Linked DNA regions of Hordeum vulgare: region 1 is linked to region 2. A link is a contact called in public Hi-C data. All regions are on one chromosome and are shown on one strand. The core of a region is the stretch at or near the end of the contact, and the rest is flanking DNA. Distances in the headings are between cores, read along the strand shown.

The links. A called contact is a pair of places that touch in the nucleus more often than the background predicts.
Region 1: a contact with region 2 is called in a Hi-C map of seedling, with 2.7 times the contacts expected there. The contact joins the promoter of LOC123395005 here to the promoter of LOC123398131 in region 2. A contact is called at or near these places in 2 of 6 Hi-C or Micro-C datasets (leaf and seedling) and 1 of 1 datasets of contacts at active chromatin or transcription factors (embryo).

Annotation. Positions count from the first base shown.
Region 1 is chr5H:326,057,076-326,061,953 of MorexV3_pseudomolecules_assembly, forward strand. LOC123395005 reads left to right here and starts at 2,062. Exons shown (of 2, transcript XM_045089914.1): 1 at 2,062-2,353; 2 at 2,468-3,081. The coding sequence starts at 2,293. The coding sequence ends at 2,697.
Region 2 is chr5H:325,916,609-325,921,524 of MorexV3_pseudomolecules_assembly, forward strand. LOC123398131 reads left to right here and starts at 2,823. Exons shown (of 1, transcript XM_045092641.1): 1 at 2,823-4,430. The coding sequence starts at 3,585. The coding sequence ends at 3,902.

The DNA.
Region 1 (4,878 bases), core at 812-3,311, 140 kb after region 2:
GGGTTGTTGTCTCGTCGCTCCTTCAGCCCGGATGAGGCTGCTGAATGTGCACAGTTGTGGTCTAGCCTTGCAAACACAACTTTGTCGAGGCTTGGGGACTCCACTCATTGGCAGCTTGACCCGCAAGGTTGCTATTCTATTAAGTCCCTCTATGATTGGATGGCGGCTCATCAGGGACCGAAGAAATTTACAAAAATTTGGAAAACTAGGCCTCCACCTAAAATCAAGATATTCCTCTCGCAGTTAGTGAGGGGCAAGCTACCATTGGGTGAGCAAGTTTGCAAACGTAATGGGCCAGCAATTTGTATGTGTCCCATTTTTTATGTTGTTGAAGATAGTGATCACATCTTCTTTTACTATGTGTCCGCCCAGTTTATTTGGAGTGCTCCTAGGAAGATTCGGGACAATGGATGGTATCCTACGAGCTTCCCTCAGTTCTTCCCCCTACCATCTGCCTGATCGGGTCAGGCCCGAAGATTGATGTGGATCAATTTTTGAGCCTTGGTTTGGACGTTATGGTGTATTAGGAATAAACTTATTATTGAGAATATATTTACGACCATGCTTAGTGATGTGATCTATAAATTATGTGATTTCTTATAGATTTGAAGACCCCTGTGCAGATGACGGGATAGGTCCTCCGTCCATGACATGACTAAGAAGTTCAAGGAGCCCGCGGCTCGGTTGCTCATGATAACCTATCCTCCTTCAGGCTTTCATGTATCTTTCATGTGACTTTCATATATGTTTGGGTTTGTTTTGTTGTCGCTCGCAATGAGACCTTCTTCTCTCCTCTTTTATTTTTTCCGTATTTATTTTATGAGGACTGCTACAAATTAACCGGTTTATTTGTTACGAAATTAAGCTGCCTCCACATCCATCCGATTCAAATGCTCCCAGCCGCAGAATCGGGAGGCACCACACAGCTCCCATAGCAGCAGCACGCAATAGTCTCCCATGGCAGCACCGACGGACCCTTCATTGCAACCTCGCTGGAGCTTCCGACGACCGCCGGGGCGCTTTACTGCAACCTCGTCGGAGCTTCATTGCAACCTCACAGGAGTTCCAGCAACCGTCCGGGCGCTTCACTGCAACCTCGTCGGAGCTTCATTGCAACCTCGCCGGAACTCGAACGAACGTCGGCGCTTCACTCTAGCTTCGACGGCCCTTCATCACAATCTCGACGACGTTTCATTGCAGCGCAAACACCGACACCGTGGTGCTCCATCGTAGCACCACGTCGCCGCCGGCGGAGCTTCCCTACAGAGTCTCCACCACCGCACGGTCGTGCTCCATCGCAGCAACGTCCGCCCCCGTCAAAGCTCCACCGCAGCACCCGACAGGCGTCGACAAAGATTCACGTGACGGTGACGGGGTGTTGTGGTGAATCATGCGACGACGATGTCACATGTTGTGACACAACCCGATGGCGGCCAAGATGTTGTGACGCAGCACACAGAGGCGACGGAGCTTTGGGGGAGGGATGTTGCGATGCTCGTCTCTTCCTCCTCCAACACCATCGTCGTCTGCAGCTCCGGTGGCCACTAACACGCAGCCCCGCGGGATCTCGTGATGCCACCCACACCATGCACACCATTGCTCCCCTCGCAGGTACGCCTCCTCGTCGAGTGGTAGCCATCGCAGCGCTACGGGACCCCTTGTAGAAGCAGCAGCTTGTCGACTGGGGGTGGGAGAGGTGAGGAGCTCGGGAAGAGAAGAAAGCAAGGTTGTAGTGGTAATGGGGAGAGAGGGGATCGGATGCTCCGATTGAGAGGAAGGACGACTTAGACTGGGAAAAGGATAAGGTTACGGGGCAGTGCGGTGCATCGTTTCCACAGGACACGTGTCAATCTTTTGAGGCGATTTACAGAAACGAGAAATCAGCCGAGTGAATTAGAACGTTTCCTTTATTTTATACACCATTATTTTCGGCTGGCTTGTATAATGATATGTGTTTTACCTATAAAGCAAGGCGTGGAGCTTTTTTTGTCAGATACTTTCTAAGTCGTTGGCGTGATGACGAGCAACCTGGATAAGAAGGGCCTCATAAAACCTCGGGCTACCTCCGAATAGAGGGGCAACCCAACAAAGCAAACCGCGACAGAAACTGGTGGCTGGGCCACTGGTTTCATTTATCTTTTTCCTTCAGCTCACGATCAATAGAAGCCAGTGGGCGCTCTGCGCAGCTACAAATACGCCACCAACCTGACCCGCTGATCCCATCCAATTCCCCATTCCCAGAGAAAGTCATCCGAGAATCATTGTAAGAAATCAGGAACTCGTCGACCGGAGATGGAGAAGATGAGCTCGTCGGTGCAGTCCTGGGTGGACCAGCACAAGCTCGCCACCGTCGGTCAGTCTCAGCCTCTCGGACCCCACCTTCCTCCCGCGATCTCCCGTCTCCGATCGGTGTTTTGACGTAATTGTGATGTGAGACCAGGTATTTACTAATTTTGGTTGGATGCAGGGGCGATGTGGACGGCGGCGGTTGGCGCCTCGGTGGCGTGCGGCCGGCGGCGGGGCAAAGCGGCGGGATTCACGGTCGCTGCCGCGCTCGGCGGAGCGGCGCTGGCGCGCCACTATTACACCGTCAAACGGAGGGAGGAGGAAGCGAGGTGCTTCGAGCTGGACTTCTACTCGCAGCTGCCGGCGGCCACCGGCGATGACGGCCAAGAGAACGAGCGGTGGAGCTACTAGCAGATCAGACGTTCGGATCACGGCCGGCCGGCCGGCCGGCCGTGGATCGAGACCAGACGATGATGATGACGACCAATTAGCACCAGTTAATTAATAGCCCGTGACGTGGCGCCGCTCATTTGTCCTAATCCATCCAGCGAGGAAGGCGGGATTATCTTATCTACTTTGTACTATCCATCCAGCAAGTGCCATTGTTGTCTCCATCATCTAGTAGGTGTGATGGGGTGGGGGTAGGATTAATTCCCCCTTCTCTATTATCGAAGGAACCAAGAAACCCAGCGATGCCTTGTCGATTGTAGTACTAGTAGTAGATAGAATTATGTGTATCTGGATGACGTTGATTGAATAAACAACAGCGAGTCGCCTGAGTTATCCAAGTTTTAATACTGTCCGGCATACAGTGAGAAGCGAGGCCGGCCTAGTAATGAGAAAAGAATCGTGGAATCCGTGGTTGTTACATTATCCGTTCCAAGGGACCATGTCAACTGGATCTGGACGAAGAATCTATCCCGGGAGAAAGCAGAGAAAAGAGAGGAGTTAGCAATTGAATTTCAGTTGCACAGAATTGATACTCATGACAAATGCAGTGTAAGGTAAGGTCTGCTGGAATTTGACCTATTTTGGGTAAGCCCAATAACAAGTTTCAGAATTTCTAATAAATTCTAGAGGCTCACTTAGCCCATTTATACAAGGCAAGAGGTAGGACTAAAGCTTACTTTCATATTGTTAGTTTAGTAGAAAGTTGGATCTGCTTATAAGAAAGCATATTATCCCACGTGTATGAGGATGGAAACAACAGAGACATTCACGCGTGCTCTTTTGCTTCGTCTCACGTCGCTGCGTTCTGAGCTACTGCTAAGTTCTTCCCTATCCGGGCATGCAGCGTGCACCGCAGTTCGGAACAATAGGCCTTCGAAAGCACACCTTTTGAGTTATGTACGAGAGAATGGTGATAAGGTTTTTGAGGAGCGTTCTGCGCGACTACTGACCTCTTCATCACGTATGCCACGAACGCCGACGACTTTTTTGACGACATGGCCGACGCCAACACCAAAGCTAATGCTAAGTTTCTTGGTCTAGTATTTGTTTTAGATTTATTTTGTTCTAACACACATGTTCAGATGATTTTTGCCTCCTCTAGTCTTGGCTCTGTTATCTTGGTCTACTTTTCTCAAGTCTGCATGACTAGTCTTGTCTTTGTTATAATGATCATGTTTTATCTATTGTTTATCTCTTTTAAATCATTCGGTAAATTGCTCATATTTTTAACAATTCAAAATCCTTATTATAGGCAATTTATCCCGAGTGATTTTGTTGCTTTCATGAGGCCTTCTATGTTTGAGGATGTGCACTATAAGAGGTGGCGTGTGAGGGTCGTTCTATGGTTTCAAACCATGAGCTCCTATGATGCCACTCTTGGCAAACCTGAAGGAGTTTTTGATCCTCAATAGGAAGAAGCTTTTCAAAAAACGTATACCTTGTTTAAGGCTCCTCTCTTGAGTGTTCTTGGTGAGAATGTAGTTGATGCTTATGCGTCAATTGACAATGGAAAAGATATGTGGGAAGCACTCGAGGCCGAGTTTGGGGGTCTCGGATGTCGGCACTGAGCTGTATATCATGGAATACTTCTATGATTACAGGATGACTGATGAGCGCTCAGTGGTTGAGAAAGATCACGAGATACAGTCATTTGCTAGAGAACTTGAGCACTTCAATTGTATGTTACCGAATAAGTTTATTGCTAGAGGTATCATCACTAAGCTTCCTCCCTCGTGGAGGAACTTTGCTACCTCTCTGAAGCATCACAGGCAGGAGTTTTCCGTTCCGAATCTCATTGGTACTCTTGATGTGGAAGAAAAGGCGAGAGCAAAAGACATACATGGTCGAGGTATTGCGGGAGGTTCCAGTGCCAATCTGGTACAGAAGAAAAACTCCCAGCACCACAAGTTCAAGAACAAGGGCATGTTTGATGGTAAGGGAAAGTTTGATGGGTAGAACAAGGCTTCGCAACACGCCAACTTCAAGAAGAAGACTGACAAGAAGAAAGGTGCTTGTCATGTCTGCGGAGATCCTGATGATTGGGCACCTAGTTTCCCTAATCGTTATGAAAAGCGTCAACATGGGAAAGGCGACACGATCGCCAGTATTGTCATTGGTGACACTGATATGAAGGATGTTGGG
Region 2 (4,916 bases), core at 1,573-4,072:
TCTTTCAGGCGTACTTTTGCGGGATTGTAGGATTGTGTGACACCTTTATAGACAGTAAATGAATCTGGCAGGTTATTTGCAATGTGTTGCAAATCTTCTGAACGCATGGTTCAGTTCTTTGAGCACGTGGATTTGAGGCAGAAATGTGTAGAACATTCCACTAATTTCCTGGCATTCTTTATGGTACTTGAAATCTCCCCCTAATGCCTGGAAATGTTCCTCATTTAATCAGCATACTGGCCTTGAATAACTCCCTATGTGAGGGGCTTAAGGTATTGACAGTAATGCAGTTATTCCTCACATAGATCCCAACTATATGTTGAGGGGCCAATGATGTATGTTGGGTGGTGATATCGGTATGCAACCGAATTACCGCAGATGGGAAATACTTGGTAGATTTCCACGTATCAAAGATAGAGAGGACTAATAGTATATAGTTTGGTCATGAGCGTGTAAAACTTCATGACTCCAACGTAAAGTTGATAAGTTGCAACTCCAAAGTAAAGATAATGCAAACCATTTTAAGTCTAGACATTAGGACAAATTGCTAAGACTCAATCCAAGAGCCATAGAGAAGGCACTCAAGGACAATTCTGCAATGTTATCCATTCGATTTGCTTGAAATCGATGTCAGGATAATGAGCCAATGGTTTCGTGTGGACAAAGCACACTTGAGACCATCGTATAGATGTGTCTTTTAGAACCATGGAAAACCTAAATAGTCTAGTCAATGAATGGGAAGAGCCACTTACCTCAACTTGATGCATTCAAGGAGTCTGAGTGGTTCAACGTAGACTTTAAGGTGAGCGGGCCTTAAAATTAGCTTCCCTGTGTCACATGTAGTGCACATAAAATCCAAATGTTGTTAGAATTTAACATCATAATAATCATAAACTATTGGAATTGCTGATAGTTTCGGTTTCAACCCAATGTCTCGATGACCAAGGCGAGTATGCCAAGTTTGTCATGTACAAGACACTCTGGAAAACTATCTCATATGCAACATGTGCTACGGGGTGTGTCGTATGTGTATTACAATCAATATGATACATAGAGAATGTGCTTGCCATATCCGTTGCATATGGTAAAGAGAAGTTATTTCTCTTTGTTGTCATCATAATTTTCGCTATGGAAACTATTTTGATGGATAACTCAATAGTTTAGTAGGGTACGAGTTAAACCTGGGAAGCAATAAAGCATCCCGACATTACTCGAGTACCCACAGGGATAGTAAATATGACTCAAGTTGAGCCAACAAATACCTCATCGCGTCTAGCGATTTTAAAACATCTCATTTCTCTCGATGAGAGTGGAAACATTGGACTTCCCTGAGTATAGAGTTTGTGGTGCATATGTCCACAAGGCACATGTCATCTTTCATCGGATTGACCCCTGTAGAAATCTATATATAGACATGAAGATTCTTAAGAAAATCACTGTCAGATATATAGAATACATACAAATGTATTTGTACCAAAGTGTTGATGCAATATATTGTGATATACAATATATGATGAAAACAATACTTATGTTCTTATTAGAACATCGTAAATGGACATAAATTATGTTGACCACTCAGGAGATTGAGAGACTAAACAATGTCTTCAGACATGTTAGTTGAGTCATATTCAACCACACGTTCTTCGTGTCCATAGGATCCCATCATCACTAGTGATGTCGGGTTGAAGGTTGAAGTGAGATTCAAACCTTTTCCCTTGAGTTCATTGTGTCCCAAGAATTGCTGATACAGAATAACCAGATGTTGAGATCTGGATCTAATGCCCTATAATGTATAAGACAACATTTTTTGTTAGTGGTGTGATCCTGACCAGAGGTGAATTCTGGATTGCACACATTATCCTATGAGATAGGGCAGTGGTGGCCATTGAGGGCGAGTGCCTCAAATTCTATAGCCATATGTTACCGTTGTGGGTAAACCATAGACAATTAATTTACAGTCAGTAAATTAAAGACCATCATGGTTGATGTTGTAATGAACTTAGCAAAATTAATGGATATTTCAAGAAATTATTTGAAACAATTAGTTTGAATCTCAAATTGCTAAACATGACACCTTGAAGATAATCTCCAAAATGGAGTAGATCTTGCAACACTAGGGAGTATAATCTGATGAAGTCAGTAGATACTCACTCGTAATGCCTTATGTCATGACTTAGAAAAATGTGTGGGAGAGCACTTTGTAAAGCAATTATAGTGTCAGAATGACAAAATATAGGCTTTAACAGTAATGGTGGTAATCTGCAAGCGGTAGATCTACGCACTACCTTGTGATCCCAAGCATCAATTTGAAGAACAACACTTAGAATTTTGCATACCAATTTTTGCTTGTATCAAGCCAAAGGCTCAATTAAGATGAACTGATTTTTATTTGCAAGAAAATAAAAATCTCAATTACAAATAAATGTATTAATCTCGACATGTAGCGAACATGGAGATACATACATTCTGAAATACCTCGTATTCAACGGAAATACACTACTATTGTAATGAATAGTAATGATGTTATAAAGTTGATGTTCAAATGAAAAACTTGAATTGTATAGACCTCAAATTGAATGAGATGATCTTGTATAAAGTTGCAAGATAATTTAGCAGGGTGAATTAACATTTTGCGAGAAAAAAAATCTCAATCGCAATGAGATTGTTTTGCGAGAGAAGAAAATTCTCAATTGCAAATCAATACTTTAAACGTACTGAATTTATCTTTTCAAGAGATAAAAATCTCAATTGCAATGAAATTGTTTTGCGAGAAAAAATATATACATTTCTTAGTCGCAAATCAATATTGTTTTGCGAGAAAATTTAATCTCAATCGTAAAACAATGTCGTTGTACCGGTAAAGAACATGTTATAGATCAAGCAAATAGCAGCCACATAATTCTGGAATTTTAAAAACTCTAGAGAAAATGGGCTAAATGATGATCTGCATGTGGCCTTAATGTTGCGAGTAGCAGATAGTTAGACCAACCTGCAATATACCGAAATATCCAGGAATTTACCATAAAATGATAACAGACACAAGTTTTAGCCTATTTAGAAAATAGGTAAATCCACAAGGGCTAAATTGCAAAACTTGCAAAGAGATAAGATTTCTATCTCTCTACTCTCAAGCGGTTTCTGCCAGGAGAAATCCTGTAACCGCCCGCCGCTGTTTTGGCTCGCCGGCCAAGGCTGCGGCTGCGGGAGCGTCGTCGTCTCCGCTGTGGGAAACTATGTCGGAGGGTGACGTTGTCGTGCCGTCAGCTGGCAGTAAGATGCCATCACCCGCGCGCCTAGGCGGCCACGCCTCCGCGAGGAGTCCGGGCAGGGGCCACGGCCATAGGCATCACCGTCCTGGGAGGAGCAGCGCCGAGGCTGCGCTGGTGGCCAGTAGCGCTGCCCTCGCGGTGTGCACCTTCGTCTCGCGCCGAGGCCGAAGGCCATGGCTGCGCCGTGGGGCGCCGCGATCCATGCGGTCCACGCCGCGTGCTGAGCGCAAGCAAGAGCAGTGGAGGGCCATGGGGTGGACCATGCTGTAGCCGAGGCCAAAGGTGCGCCCGAGAGAGCCGCGCTAGGTCGGGCAGATGCGGCCACTGCCCGGCGCGGGCGGCCACGGCTCGGTGTGGGCAGGAGCGAGCGCCCATGGCACGGGCGGACGCGGCCACGGTCCGGCGCGGGCAGGTGCGAGCACCCACGACGCGGACGGGTACGACCACGGCCTGGTAAGGGGCGTCGCGCGGGTGACAGGCGCGGCGCGGGCGGCGGCGCCGACGAGATCTTGCGCTGCTGCCTGTGCAACGCGACCGGCGAGCGGCAATGCCATAAGCCTCGGGGTACGGTCATGCGGGCAAGATCTCAAGAACCACTCCTCCTCCGCAAGAACGAGCGATGCAAGATCTTGAGGACAAAAGGTACTAACTCCTGATTGCAATTGTTAAATTGGAAAATAGACACCTTGTTTAGAATCAGGACTTTGGTCTTTGCTTGATCCTGATGTTGTAGACGGACGCTCTTGCCGAGGACGACTCCAACGTCACACCCAGCCACCGATGCAGAACTGCCGCTCGCTGGGTACCACGGACACCAGACCCGCTCGTGGGAGCAGCCTTACCATGGCTAGCGACGGGGCCGACGGCATGGCTGCAGAGGGCTGGCCAGCCTCGTCGCCTCGAACGCCGCCGGTCTATGCGGATGCAAGACAAAGGCCGCGACTTTTCTTCGGGACATCATCGCTTTGGTCTCTTCGTGTCTCCTCGTTGTGAGGCCAATGAGATCGCTCATCCGGGAGCGTGCTGATAACGTGTTTGAGATCAAAAATCTACTCTCTTCCATTGATGCTTCTGTATTATAGGTACAGGGAGGACGCCTCGTTTTGGAGAGGCGATGAACCAACGCGGCGGTTGCTGAAATACATGCAGGGATTTTTCTAATTAAGTATCTTAATTAATCTTAACACCAACCATAGCAATCCCCATGCTCCTGTGCCATCACCTCGCCCTCGCTCGTCGAAGCCTGCTCGCGCCCCGTGCCCTTCCTGCACCCGTCTTCAACCACACGCGCCTCCCTCACTCCTCGCGTCGGCTGACCCGCTGGACAAGGCTGCCCCGATCCCTCGCGCCCCCTCTCGACCAACTCCCGTGCGAGCTCGTCCCTGACCAAGCTGTAGTCCACCCCAAGCAGAGCACAACCTCGTCCCCGAGATCCTGCCCAAGGAACGATGCCACAGCTGTGTCGTCGAAGCCCCGCCGTCGGAGACCATCGGGCTGGCCTCACCGCCCCAACAGCTCCCCACAGCCATGACGCGCCTCCCGGGTTGACCCCATGACTCCGTTCCTCTCTCCTCCTTCATCCCCTAGTTCTTCTCTCCCTCAACCCCCGGTATGTTCTGTCTTCTTCAGGTAAACAGAGAGATGGCT